Linked DNA regions of Zea mays: region 2 is linked to region 1. Evidence: chromatin contacts called from public Hi-C data. All regions are on one chromosome and are shown on one strand. Each heading gives the region's core, a stretch centred on a gene start, on an enhancer-like site or on the middle of the called end of the contact. The rest is flanking DNA. Distances are from core to core; before and after follow the strand shown.

Region 1 (6,109 bases), core at 3,127-5,626:
TCTTTCTGTGTGGTCTGGGGGCCACTTCCCGAGGGTTGCCTGGGCTCCCTGTTCATACAAAATAGAGCGGAAGGCTTCTGGGTCTGGTCACACTTATCGTGCTCAAGCCTTCATCTTATTCTCCATTAGGGAGCCTCGCGTTCCTCTGATTTCTTCTCTCCATTGCGATTTCCATCTGCTGGTCCCATGGCCGCCTTTCCCCCGTGCTCCATCACCCGGGACCGGCTTGAGGATTTGGAGGCGAAAGGGTTCCTTCCCCCAAACTGATTTTTGGCTGGCATTTGGAAGAGAAGGGGGCTACTCTGATGCCTCACGATGGCGAGGTTGTGGTGCTTGCTTCTTTCTACGAGCGTGACTTTGGGCTTCCCTGCATCTGTTCATGCGGGAGCTCCTCTTCTACTATGGTTTGGAGCTCCAAAATTTCCATCCAAACAGTGTCCTCCACATAGTGTGTTTCATCACGCTATGTGAAGCCTATCTCGGCATGCCACGACATTGGAAGCTCTAGAAGCATCTGTTTAGCCTGCGGGCGGGCCTCAGCCGTGGTGGTCGGCCGTTCGTCGGCTCTTTCAATGTCCAGCTACATGGGTCACGGATGGCGTCCTACCTCTCAATCCTCCTTCTGTCCTCCGTTCATGGCTATGAGCGGGAGTGGTTCTTTGTTTGGAACCTTGAGGGGAGTGCACCCGCGTTCACTGGCCTTGTCCCTGCGGGCAAGCCCAAGTGGGATTATGGTGCGAAAAAGAAGTTCAAGCCAAAGATATCTTTCATACTGGATGTTGTCGCCAAGCAGCGTAGACGGGGCCTTCTGGCGAGAGGCTGATTCACACTTTAATGCAACACCGGCTTTAGCCTCTTGTGGCCTGTCAGAGGACAATGTGACAGTTCAGTGGTGAGGGCGATCCTGATCATCACTCCGTCGTGAACCTAGAGAAGGAGGAAGTGGTGGCCCGCGTTCTTGTTGTCACGACGGGGTGATGTTCGACTTCATGGACGAAAGTGGCCCCTTGCCCTTTAACTAGTCGAGGGTCCCTGACCTGGTACACTTTGGTCTCCCCCTTTTCCTTTGCCCTGGATCTGTTCTAACACCCATTCTTGTAGGGGCATTGCTCCATCGCGGTTTCTCTCCCCCTTCCTAGGGACGCCGCCATTAAGGCAGAGAGGAAGAGGCAGCGGGACGCAGAGGAGGCGTCCATGATAGCATGGAAGAAACAGAGTTACTGGAGGAAAGGGGAAAAGAAGAGGGAGCGCTTGACCCGTGTCGGGTCAGGGAGGAGCATCACCCTGCTGACCAATACGAAATATATGACCTCCTCAACTTCCAGTGGGGTGCAGCGTTCTGTATCGAAGAGCGTCTCTCGTCGTCCTGATGATGCGGCGACCAGCTCCGGCGCCCTTCAAAAAGCGGACGCTGATGCCGGGGTCGGTGCCTCCGTCGTGCTGGTGGGGCCTTTCGAGGGGGAACCGGTGCTGCCTGGTCTTCTTCTTCTCCCACTGCGGCGACTGGGGCTGGTGAGGCATCACTTCTTCCTGAGGCACCAGACTCGCAAGGGGGCCCGTCCGGTGGCCGTCTTGCCCTCTGTTTCTCACGTGCCCGTGGCCTTGACGACTCACTAAGGCCATGTTCGGTTACACCAATCCAGAGGAGGATTGGAGGGGTTTAAATCCCCTCCTAGTCATTTTTTGACTAGGAGGGGATTTAAACCCCTCCAATCCCCCTCTGGATTGGCCTAACCGAACAAGCCCTAAGCGGTTCGTGGGGCGTGGCCTTGACGGCTCACCCCAACGACGGGCACCAGGGTGGATGGTGGCGCCTCGCCCTTTCCGCTGTTTGGTGGTGGTGGCGTGCTGGTTGAGGCGCTGCATGAGGGCGGCGGGACGCTTCTTAAGGCGTTACTTATCCGCCTTGCTTCTGGTGGAGCGGACTGGGCCTAACCCGACGACGATGGGAATGCTGGGGACAGAGAGGCGGAGTTCGCCGGTGGAGGTGGTGAGGAAGTCGAGGGTGCCGAACGTGATGTGACTCCCTGGCGCGAAGGTCTCACCTCCAGCGAACGTTGATTATTGCGCCATCAGAGTGGCAGGTGTCACTTGGCATGCTAACGACCCGTCGACCCCTGACCTGGTACGCCAATTGTCGTGGTTTCTGGTACCAGAGGACAATAAGATTTATGTACGATAGGGGTGTTAACACCGACTCACTTCGAATGGTGAGCTATGGGAGGATCAAGGGTGGATCTGAGGCGAGTCGGTTATACTGTTTCCGGCCGGAGCTCTAGTTCAGTGCGGTGCTGATCGTGGTATTACTTGGAACGTGTTACAACTAGGTGCTTGTGTGAAGTCTTGGAGATATGGGATGATGTTTGGATGGAGGTTGTCTTGCCCTTTTATTGCCCAAGGGTAGACGTTACAATGAGGACTAGTATTCTACTGGGGGAGTTTGGCCTCCCGCTTCAGGGCCTCATAGCCCCTATGGTCCCGACTATTGGGTCATGCTTTCGGACCTCGTAGCCCCTATGGAGTCATTTGACGAGGCGTGCACTGTTGTACCTTTGGTGTGGCGTCATGTCCCACCCGCCTTTCGACGGGTTCCTGTAGCTACTCCGATTTAGAAGTGGCGTAGTTCGGTGGGTTCTGTTGAGTCAGCTCATGGCGTGGATTAGGGATGTCTTCAGTCCAACTTTGTCTTCCGTCATCCTCTGAGCGTCACCCTCCATCATGCGTAGGTCTATGTCTGGTACGAGGTATTGCTCTATCCCTCCCGGTGTATGGGTCACTGTAGAGACCCTGATGTTTGAGGTCTCTACGACTTGGGTTGTTCGGTCCCCACTAGTCAGTGGAGATGTGTATCCGGTGTCGTGCTTGAAAGAGTCCCCTTGGTACCGCTTCCACAGTCCGGGCATGGCTCGGTGATGTCCCATCGTGTCGACGTGGCTTGCCATTACTAGGTCAGCTCTTCTTCAGAGCGGGGTGTCGTCTTGCTGGGTCGCTCGACGGGCAGGTTGGTCGGCAGCCTCACTTCGCTGGGTTGCTCGGTGGGTAGGTTGGTCGGCATCCATGCCTCGCTGGGTTGGTCGGCAGCCTCGCCTCGCTGGGTTGCTCGGCAGGCAGGCTGCTCGGCAGCCCCGCCTTGCTGAGTTGCTCGACAGATATTTGTTCGGCGGGCGGGTCGACTTGGCTTGGCGGGCTGTCCCCAGGTGGCCTTTTGTACCTTCCTGCCAAGCTGCCTGACAGGTGGGCCGTCTTTGGGAGGTCCCCAGGCCTCTTTGGGTACCCTGTTCGCAGGTACCCAACAACAACTCTGGGAGAGATCGAGAAAGACAAGATCATGGTCGTCAAATCTTACAATAAGAAGGTCAAGACTAAGTCATTCCAAATAGGAGACCTGATATAGAATACCATGTTGGCACTAAGGAGCAGAGACCAAAAATTCGGGAAATGGTCGCCAATCTGGGACGGTCTTTACAAGATCACACAGGTAATAACTGGTAACGCCTACATATTGCAAACATTGCAAAGTGAATACTTGCCAAGGTGTTGAACGATCGTTTCCTGAAGCAATATCACCCTAATATGTGACAAGATGCTTAAGAAAACTGATATGTTCACATCGAGTTGATTCCAACCTGCACCAGTGCTTTTGGTTTGCTCAGCTTCTCCGAAAGGATTATCCAAAAGGCAAGGGGCATGTGTTGAGCACCATTTGTGACACTTGGCACGATCGGACGGTCCGGCCCGCGAACGGTCTTCCCTTAGACGCAGACGATCTGCGATTAGATCGGATCAAGCGCAACTAATTCATTTTCCGCGCGTGTTTATCCCTATATATCCGCGGTTGCTGTTGGGAGACGCCTAGGAACGGGTCTAGACCCCCTTATAAGTCTAGACCCCCTTATATATTATTAAGGGGTACAATCGAATGTAAACATCAACAATCGAATTACAGTTAATATATCTTCCGTTCTTTACCTTTTTACCTAAGAGTAGACAATAATGTAGCTTTCTCCCCCTAATCTTCACCTCTCTCCGGTTCTACGTTGTATAGAAGCGTCTTAGGTGGCCTGCCAATATCAAGATAAACCTAGGATCTCTCCTCCCGATGTGTTCCTCCTGGAAGCGAGATCCAGATATTGTTGACAAATACCGTCATCCTTGTGTACGTGCGGACCGTTCGGTCTCCAGGCATGAGCCGTCTGGCTCGTCAGCAGGGAACTCTCACCTCTGTGCCAGGCCACGGACCGTCCGGTACTCGGCTGCGGACTGTCTAGGCTGCTGTAGAGAGCACCACCACGGGTATATATTGCAGTGATCGACGGTTAGATGGGCGCCAACAAGATTATATATCTTGATCATCCATGCGACTTTCTTTTGAATGTAGAAATCGAGCCGTTCAGGAATTCAGGGTTTTCCCCTGCCCTCCGGTCCCCGCGCGTACTCCCCGCTCCGTGCTCCGCAACTCCCTCTTTTCCCGCCGCCACGACTCGCCGTGCGCGCCGCATCGCCGCCGCGGAACTCGCGCACAACAGACCAGATATTTTCCCGGCCGTGCGCACCTCTCGTCGAGAGGCGTCGCTCTCTTCCTCCTCTACTTCGTCGCCCTTTACTGTTTCGGAGCCGGGGCGGGTTGTCCTAGGAGTCGGTTTCGTTCCAAGATTTCCCTTCTCCTTCCGTTCAATTCGTTTTGGGTTTGTGCCGTGCGCTGCGCCCAATCTCTACGGGCCAAGGCATCCGTGGTCCGATTGGGTCAGTCTTCGTCTTTCTCCGAGTATCTATGGGGGTTCGGTCGAATCCCCGTCCGCAACACTAAGCCCTGTCCTACCCGTGATGCGATGCGCGGCGAGGCCGGCAATGACTGTGGTGGCGGGGATACCCAAGTCCTGGACGGCGGGACACCTCCGTTAGGTGAGCGCACCTTGTTTATTGGTTGTGGTTCTGTGGGCGATTGGTGTGAAGGCGCTATTTTTTTTGTGGATGTGCATTGCGTCATCAGGTTCTCCTCCGAGTGATGGCGATGAGACACAACGCGAGGCGGATGATTGGGCCCTGTACGACGAAACACAGCCTCTGGATGATGCTGAGACCCAGTTAATAGACGAGGTGGAGGAGGGTGTGGCTGGCGATTGGACGGAGACACAGTTGATGGATAGTGGCAACGAGGATGGTGGCTGTGGCGATGAGGATCATGGCAATGACGGTGACCCAGTGAAGACGAAGCAGGTGGAAGATGAAGAAGGAGGCGACGTTGGTGGTGGCGTGGATGATAATGCCAACAAATGGACCAAGACCCAGTTGGATGAAAAATGTGAGGTGGATGGAGTGAACAACATTGTTGGAGACATGGTTGAGACCCAGTTGGTTGAGGAACCTGAGGAGGATGCCGACAAGGATGGATTAAATGGTCATGGTGAACATGATCTTGGTGAGTGGGGGAAGACCCAGTTGGTTGAAGACTCTGACGAAGATATAGGTGACTATGAGTTGAGTGATGGCACCGTTGTCCTAAGTGACAATGAGAGCCTCTCAGGGGATGAGAGGGTTGTGAAGTCAGGAATGGATAAAAGGGATGTGAAGTTCGGAATGGAAGGAAGAATCGAGGGGTTAACTGGAGAGATAAGGAAGCATGATGATAATAATTTGGTGGATTCTGATGCATCGACGGACGAGGAGGGTGACACAGATTCAGGTTAGTTACCAGCTACTGAATCTGTTGTTATTGCTATCTTTGTCACATAGAAATTCATTACGATCATTCTATAAAATTTACAATGTAAAATTCTTATAGAAGTGCCTGTAATTTAATCAGTTTTGAGTTTGAGGGAGGCCTAAAGATCAAAGTATTCCAGAGACCACTTGTTTTGTTCCTTATGTTAAAGGTAGAACTTCACTTTTAGAGTTTTGTAAAGTGTTCTGGAGCTCTGGTTTGAACATAATGAAGAATTGCACCTGATTTTCTTTTATATATACTACACTTATTTCTAAGAAATGCTTAGTTTATTAGATTTAATTTTTTTTGGTCTTCTTAGTGAAACTTAATATTAGAGTGAACACACTAACCAGTCCAACCCAAAAGCTTAAACTAATAGAAGGAGGTGGATAATTCACTTGTATT
Region 2 (6,077 bases), core at 1,913-4,412, 160 kb before region 1:
ACCTATAAATACCCCCGCACAGTGCCCTTGAGAGGCTAGATTTACAGAGCAATTGCCTTCGTGAGCTAAAACCTTGTTTGCATTACTTTCACTCCCCCGTTGGATCATCTTGCTCGGGAGAGCAAGTTCCAACAGAGGTCTCGTTGGAGTCGAGGGCACGACCACAGCAAGGCCACCAGGGTATTGGGGAAGAACTCGGGCGCACTAAGTGATGAGGACATCCTCCACTATTACCCGTTGGCAAAGACGCAATTGGCCCAGTTGGCCCAATTGTAGTCGGACGGCGACCGTGTGAGCCTCAGAATTATCCCACCTCGCTTAACTTGGGAGGAGGAAGCCACTTTAAAAGGGAGAGCCACCCTTCCCCCATTGGACTAGTCTTTTGGGGCAATTGGGCCTTTCCTTGAGTTGGGTGTGCTTAATGAACTGTTGGGCTCCAGGCAACCCTAATTTGTTGGGCCTCGGCCAACCCCACCTGGGCTGGGTGTATCATCTGGTATCAGAGCTAGGGCCCATTTTAAGAAGGTGGGAATGATGAGGACATCCTCCACTATTACCCATTGGCAAAGACGCAATTGGCCCGGTTGGCCCAATTGTAGTCGGACGGCGACCGTGTGAGCCTCAGATTTATCCCACCTTGCTTAACTTGGGAGGAGGAAGCCACTTTAAAAGGGAGAGCCACCCTTCCCCTATTGGACTAGTCTTTTGGGGCGATTGGGCCTTTCCTTGAGTTGGGTGTGCTTAATGAACTGTTGGGCTCCGGGCAACCCTAATTTGTTGGGCCTCGGCCAACCCCACCTAGGCTGGGTGTATCGCTAAGGGCGACATGGTGGACTCAGCCGTGGGCACGACACCGGCGCAGCGGCATAGACCACGACGGAGCGGCTCAACGGCGGTGTAAACTCGCTCCGGCGAGCAACTACGAGGACACTAGGGTAGTAACTGGGCAAATAAGGGCATGGAAGGATGGCTCACCTTGAGTACAGACTCAGGAGCGCTTGATCAATGGTGGGGATGCAGGGAGACCTCGGGTCGACAACGGAGGGGCTTCGACTACACGGAGAGGACGCCAGTGAGCGCGGACCGGGCGAACAAGAAGGGTTGGGGGAAAAGCGAGGGGTGTCCCGAGCTACTGACGAAGAGGAGGAGCTCACCAAGGCAGCGAGCGCGACAGAGACTATGACAGCCGCAGAATGAGCGGTGAACCACGGCGAGCGGCGACGGAACTCTCTGGCCGTGCGCGCGGTGTGAGGAGAGTGCTGAGGATTGCGAGTGCTCGAGTGAAGGAAGAGGAGGGCGATCAGGTGCTGGACAACTAGGAAAAGGCCGAGGTAGGGACGGGCGCGGCCTCAGCATGTGTTGTGAGCGCGGAGTCCATGATGACATGCGGGTCGTGCGCGGGCGGTTCGGAGTGGAAGGGTCCGACAGACTTGACCCACCGGTCAGCGAGAGCGGGCGAGCGAACGGGCGGCCGGGCTGACGAGCGGGACCCGTGGGACAGCGAAAGAAGATGCGTGTGCGTGGAGGAGATCGGCGCCGACAAGTCGGACCCACTGGGCAGCAAGAGGGAGAGGGGAAGAGTGAGCGGGCGCGAGAGGGCGCCAACAGGCGAGGGTCACCTGCCAGGGAGGGCTGGTGCACGGGCGCGGGCGCGGGCGCGCGCGGCTGGGCTGGCTTGGGCTAGCTGGGCCAAAATGGGATTTTCTATTTTCCTAGAATTTCCAAATGCTTTCTATTTTATTTACTCTAGGGTTTTCTAACCAAATTCAAATGAAATACAAATTCAAACAATTTGAAACATGTGCATCAAACAAAAGAATAATTTAGGCTCAGCATGATGCAACATTTCTTGACTCACATTGTTTTGACAAAATAAATAATTTATCCCTCTCCTAATTAACTTAATTCTAATCAAAGGAAAGAGTGAGAGAGACTAAAGAGAAATAGACAAGAGGTAACACATGAATTTGGTAGATATTTAGAAAGAAATTTTATACCCTCAAATTCAGGGTGTTACAGACGCCAACGCCGGAACTGGCGCCGTAACGTTCAGCGTCATCATGAGGCCGGAGAATGGGACCCCACGCAACCTGTATCCCGAGACCAGGCATCTGAAGCAAGAGATACTTCTCACGACAGGGCGCTCCACGAGCGCCGCAATTCCTAATGCCGCGATCGTCGCCACACCTAGGATCGAGAGCGGGAAAGAGTGGAGCGCAACGCCAGGCACCAACACGCGAACCCGTCCCTTCCCTGAAACCTACTGATCGACTTCACCCGAGCCCTGAACACACCGAGTGAAGTCAGTGGTGCTCTGGCTCAAATCGCCAATGGCCTACCCCATACCCCAGACACGGAGGGCTACCAGTAGATCCTCACCCAGGCGGTGAACCATCTTCTTCCCCTCACTCATCCGGCTCAGGACATGTGCTACGTCATCAACAGTCGGTGAGACGCGGGGAGCAACATCAATGCTTCATGCGATCACTGGCACAAAAGTGAGATGAGGTGATGGGAAGAGTATGACCGAGATCATGGTACACTAGCACGGAGCCGCGTAACCTAGACAGAGTCGGCGGCAACCTCTACAAACAGCCCAACACTCAGCCAATTGGCTCGGGAGAGGCTGCATGACCCTCGGCATCAGTCTCCTCCTAGGGATCGCCACCGAGACCGCGCTCGAGAAGACTGATGGGAGGCTCGAGGGACATGTGGAGTCTCTGCCCTTTTGTAATATCCATAGTCTAGATTTATGGAAGAAAGGATGAGTAATCATACACTATGAAGATATCACTATTTGTTTGATCATTTAGCATATATATAGATCATCATATCTAAGGTATTAAACTGAATAAATATGCATCCCATGCTGAAGTCTTGTATTGTTGCATTTGTATTTAAATTTGTATTACAAATTTGAGTTTGAAAATTGAAATGGAATAAAACATAAAAAAAGAAAAGAAAAAAGGAACAAAACAAAAGAAAAAGAAAAGGAAAGAATTGCTCTGCACCTGGGCTAAAACCCCTCCTTAACAGCCCACCTTTACGTCTCCTCAGCCTAGTAAAACCCCCATCCCAATTCCTCTCCTAGGCCTCACCTCCCTTGCACGCTGATGGGTGGGACGTGCGCCATCGCGACTCAGCCGAGCATGCCTGGTCCCACTAACCACTAGGGTCACGCATGCCAGCCCCTGCTTCCCCGGAGCCGCTCGCACATATTCCTGGACACTGTCGAGTGGGCCCACATTGTTAGCGCATCTTCCACCTTGTAACAGAATGCTTCGGTGCAATTGAGCGCGCGATGTAACCATCTCGCCAGGGAGTATCCAGCTCGCACAATCGACTCGAAAATCTCGCACCCCTCCCCCTTGCCATGGCTATAAGTCTCGGCTCGTGCCCCTCCGTTCCCGAACAACCGAGCCACCGACCGTGAGGAAGAAGAGGGAGTCAGTGGCGTCCGCTGCTAGCACAAATCGACCGCGATCGCACCGGACCCTATTAGGCGGTCGGGGAGATTCACCAGAACCTAGGGGTCATGGCCGTGAACCATCGAGACGGGGAACCAAGCTTGGATCGAGCAATTGTTCGTTGTTGTTGCACTCCGCCGTCGAGCCGCATCTCCGTCGTGGTCAGGGGTCTACACAGCATAAACACGGGTGAGAAACCTCTAGACCGACTCGCTTTCCTCCCAGCATCGTGTAGCATCGGTCTAGGTGGGATGTCGCATACCTACGCGGAGAATCACTTTGCGGTGGCAAGAACCCACTGGGATTCTAGGCGGCTCTGTCGTTCTTGGTTCGGGGTAGATGAAGCTAACCCTAGACATTGATCGCTTGATCAACGATCAGATTAGAATGGGCATACCCTCCTGCTTTATTAAATCCCAGCCGTTGATCCGCTCGCATCTGGCCAGGATCGTTCGGAGGCAGTGGGCGATTATCAACCGTAGATACCTCATACAACAATCATCGTGCGAAACGGTTTATTGTGTAAGATGGAGCTATTCTGGGCGGTTGATGGTAGATCAAACAGCCTAGATCACACTAAAAGGGAAATGAGCTTAATCATTTTTTATAATCGATTTTGGTGGTTGACGCTCATCACAAACCATGTGAACTAACTAGTTTTAACTAGATGTCATTTATCTTAGGTGCATAAGGTTCAACACAAACCAAGAAAGAAATTAAGTTGGGGACTTAACAATATTTGGAGCAAGACTTGAGAGTCTGCTGCCAAGTGGCGCACCAGACAGTGTCTGGTGCACCAGGCCGAGCACCAAGCGAACATGCCACTCTCGGGTTTTCTCAGGGCGCGCTCTGCTATAATTCACCGGACTGTCCGGTGTGCACAGGACATGTCTGGTGAGCCAATGGAGCAACGGTAACCTGGTGCCAACGGTCATCTGTCTAAAGTGGACAATGGTGAACAGTGAGCGACAGAGATCAGAGCAGAGAAGTCAGAGCACACTGGACTGTCCGGTGCAGCTACAGGACAAAGGTTCCAACGGTCAAGCCGCTCTAAACCCCAACGGACGTGCTGACATGGCACGCACCGGACAGTGAACAGTACAGGTCCAGTGCACCACCGGACTGTCCGTTGTGCCCATCGCCAGCAAACTCAGCCAACGGCTAGAAATTAGTTGGAGGCTATAAATACCCCCAACTACCTCCTTGAATGGCATCCAAGTATTCTGAACATCACATTCATTGCAAGAGCAAAAGACTTCACTCCAAGACACATTTCAAAGATCAAATCCTCTCCAAGTCTCAAAGTCAACTCAATCGCTTAGTGACTTGAGAGAGAGTGTTTTGTGTTCTTTTGTTGCTCTTGTTGCTTGGATTGCTTTCTCCTTTCTATTCTTATTCTAATAAGTGATTCGCAAAGCTAGCAAGAGAAACCTAAGTGTGTGGTGATCCTTGTAGGGTCTTAGTGACCCAAGTGATTAAGAAGAAGCCTCGACCGGTCTGTGTGACCGATTGAGTGAGGAAAAGGGTTGGAATAGATCCGGCCTTTGTGGCCTCCTCAATGGGGACTAGGTTCTTTGGAACCAAACCTCGATAAACAAATCACCATGTTCACTTGTTGATCTTGACTTGATTTGTTCCCCCTCTTTTCTCTCTCTAAAAGTTTCCTTGCTAATATTGATTTGAGTTTGCTCCCAAGGTTATACCCATCAATTTGAGCAACTCATAGCAAGAAAAACAATCTTCTGCACTCCGATTTAATTCTAACGCTAACCCCGGCCGTAGTGCGTGTTTAAAGTTGATAAAATTCAGGTTTCGCCTATTCACCCCCCTCCAGGCGACTTTCACACACCATACCCCTTCAACCATGGGGATTTTGCTAAAAGTCCCTGTGGAATTACAAAATCAACCCGCCATTCCAGTGTGGGTTATAGCACCTTTAAATTGGGCCCTCGGTTTTTATAGATAAAACCATATGCTTTTAGAAAATTTAACATGTCATCCATTCTCTATTGTAAAACAACTAAAAAGAATTGGCAACTTTGTGGTTCAGCCCTAGAATTTATTTTTAGGCATAAAACTTAATATAAAACTGCATAAAAGCTTAGAAAATCCATGTTTTCCTCGTTTTAACTCTGATCGAACCCGTTCTAGTCGCGTTAGCTTCGTAATAAAATTTCATATGTAGTAAAACCATCATTTATACCTTGTCACATATCTTTATAATTAAGTATTGCGTAACCTAAGTCTATTCAAGTTATTGCACCTAAAAACATTGTTTTACCCATAACTCCTTCGTTTTAAGTCCGAATTTAGTGGTTCTCGATCCTACGATTTCATAGCAATGCGTAGAATACTGTTATGGAGTTGTTTCATTATTGGTGTAATGTTAATTTATGTCTCTATATTGTTTGTTTGTATTGTTGCGAATAGACGAATAAGCGCCCAAGGTACCTAAAGCCACCCAAGTAGAAGAATCTGAGCAGGAGCTCATAGAAGGCAAGTTGTGCCTTGATCACTCTTCTTTACATAATAATGTTATCTATAATCACCTTGACATGCTTAGGTTAATTTGGTGGAACCTAATAGGTTACCCTAGATTTGTTCACCCTA

Evidence for each region. A called contact is a pair of places that touch in the nucleus more often than the background predicts.
Region 2: a Hi-C map of leaf shows a contact between it and region 1, with 2.7 times the contacts expected there. The contact joins the enhancer-like site here to the promoter of LOC103641379 in region 1. A contact is called at or near these places in 9 of 25 Hi-C or Micro-C datasets (ear, endosperm, leaf and 3 more).

Annotation. Positions count from the first base shown.
Region 1 is chr10:91,369,446-91,375,554 of Zm-B73-REFERENCE-NAM-5.0, reverse strand. LOC103641379 reads left to right here and starts at 4,376. Exons shown (of 8, transcript XM_008664734.2): 1 at 4,376-4,902; 2 at 4,991-5,683. The coding sequence starts at 4,830.
Region 2 is chr10:91,531,741-91,537,817 of Zm-B73-REFERENCE-NAM-5.0, reverse strand. No RefSeq gene overlaps it. Among protein-coding and RNA genes, the nearest start is that of LOC103641383, 93 kb to the left of the region's middle. Within about 2 kb of position 3,162, at least 16 of the 20 cell types and tissues checked have an H3K27ac peak or open chromatin away from gene starts, as enhancers often do. A contact at or near this core is called in ear, leaf, seedling and 1 more, where this site is marked.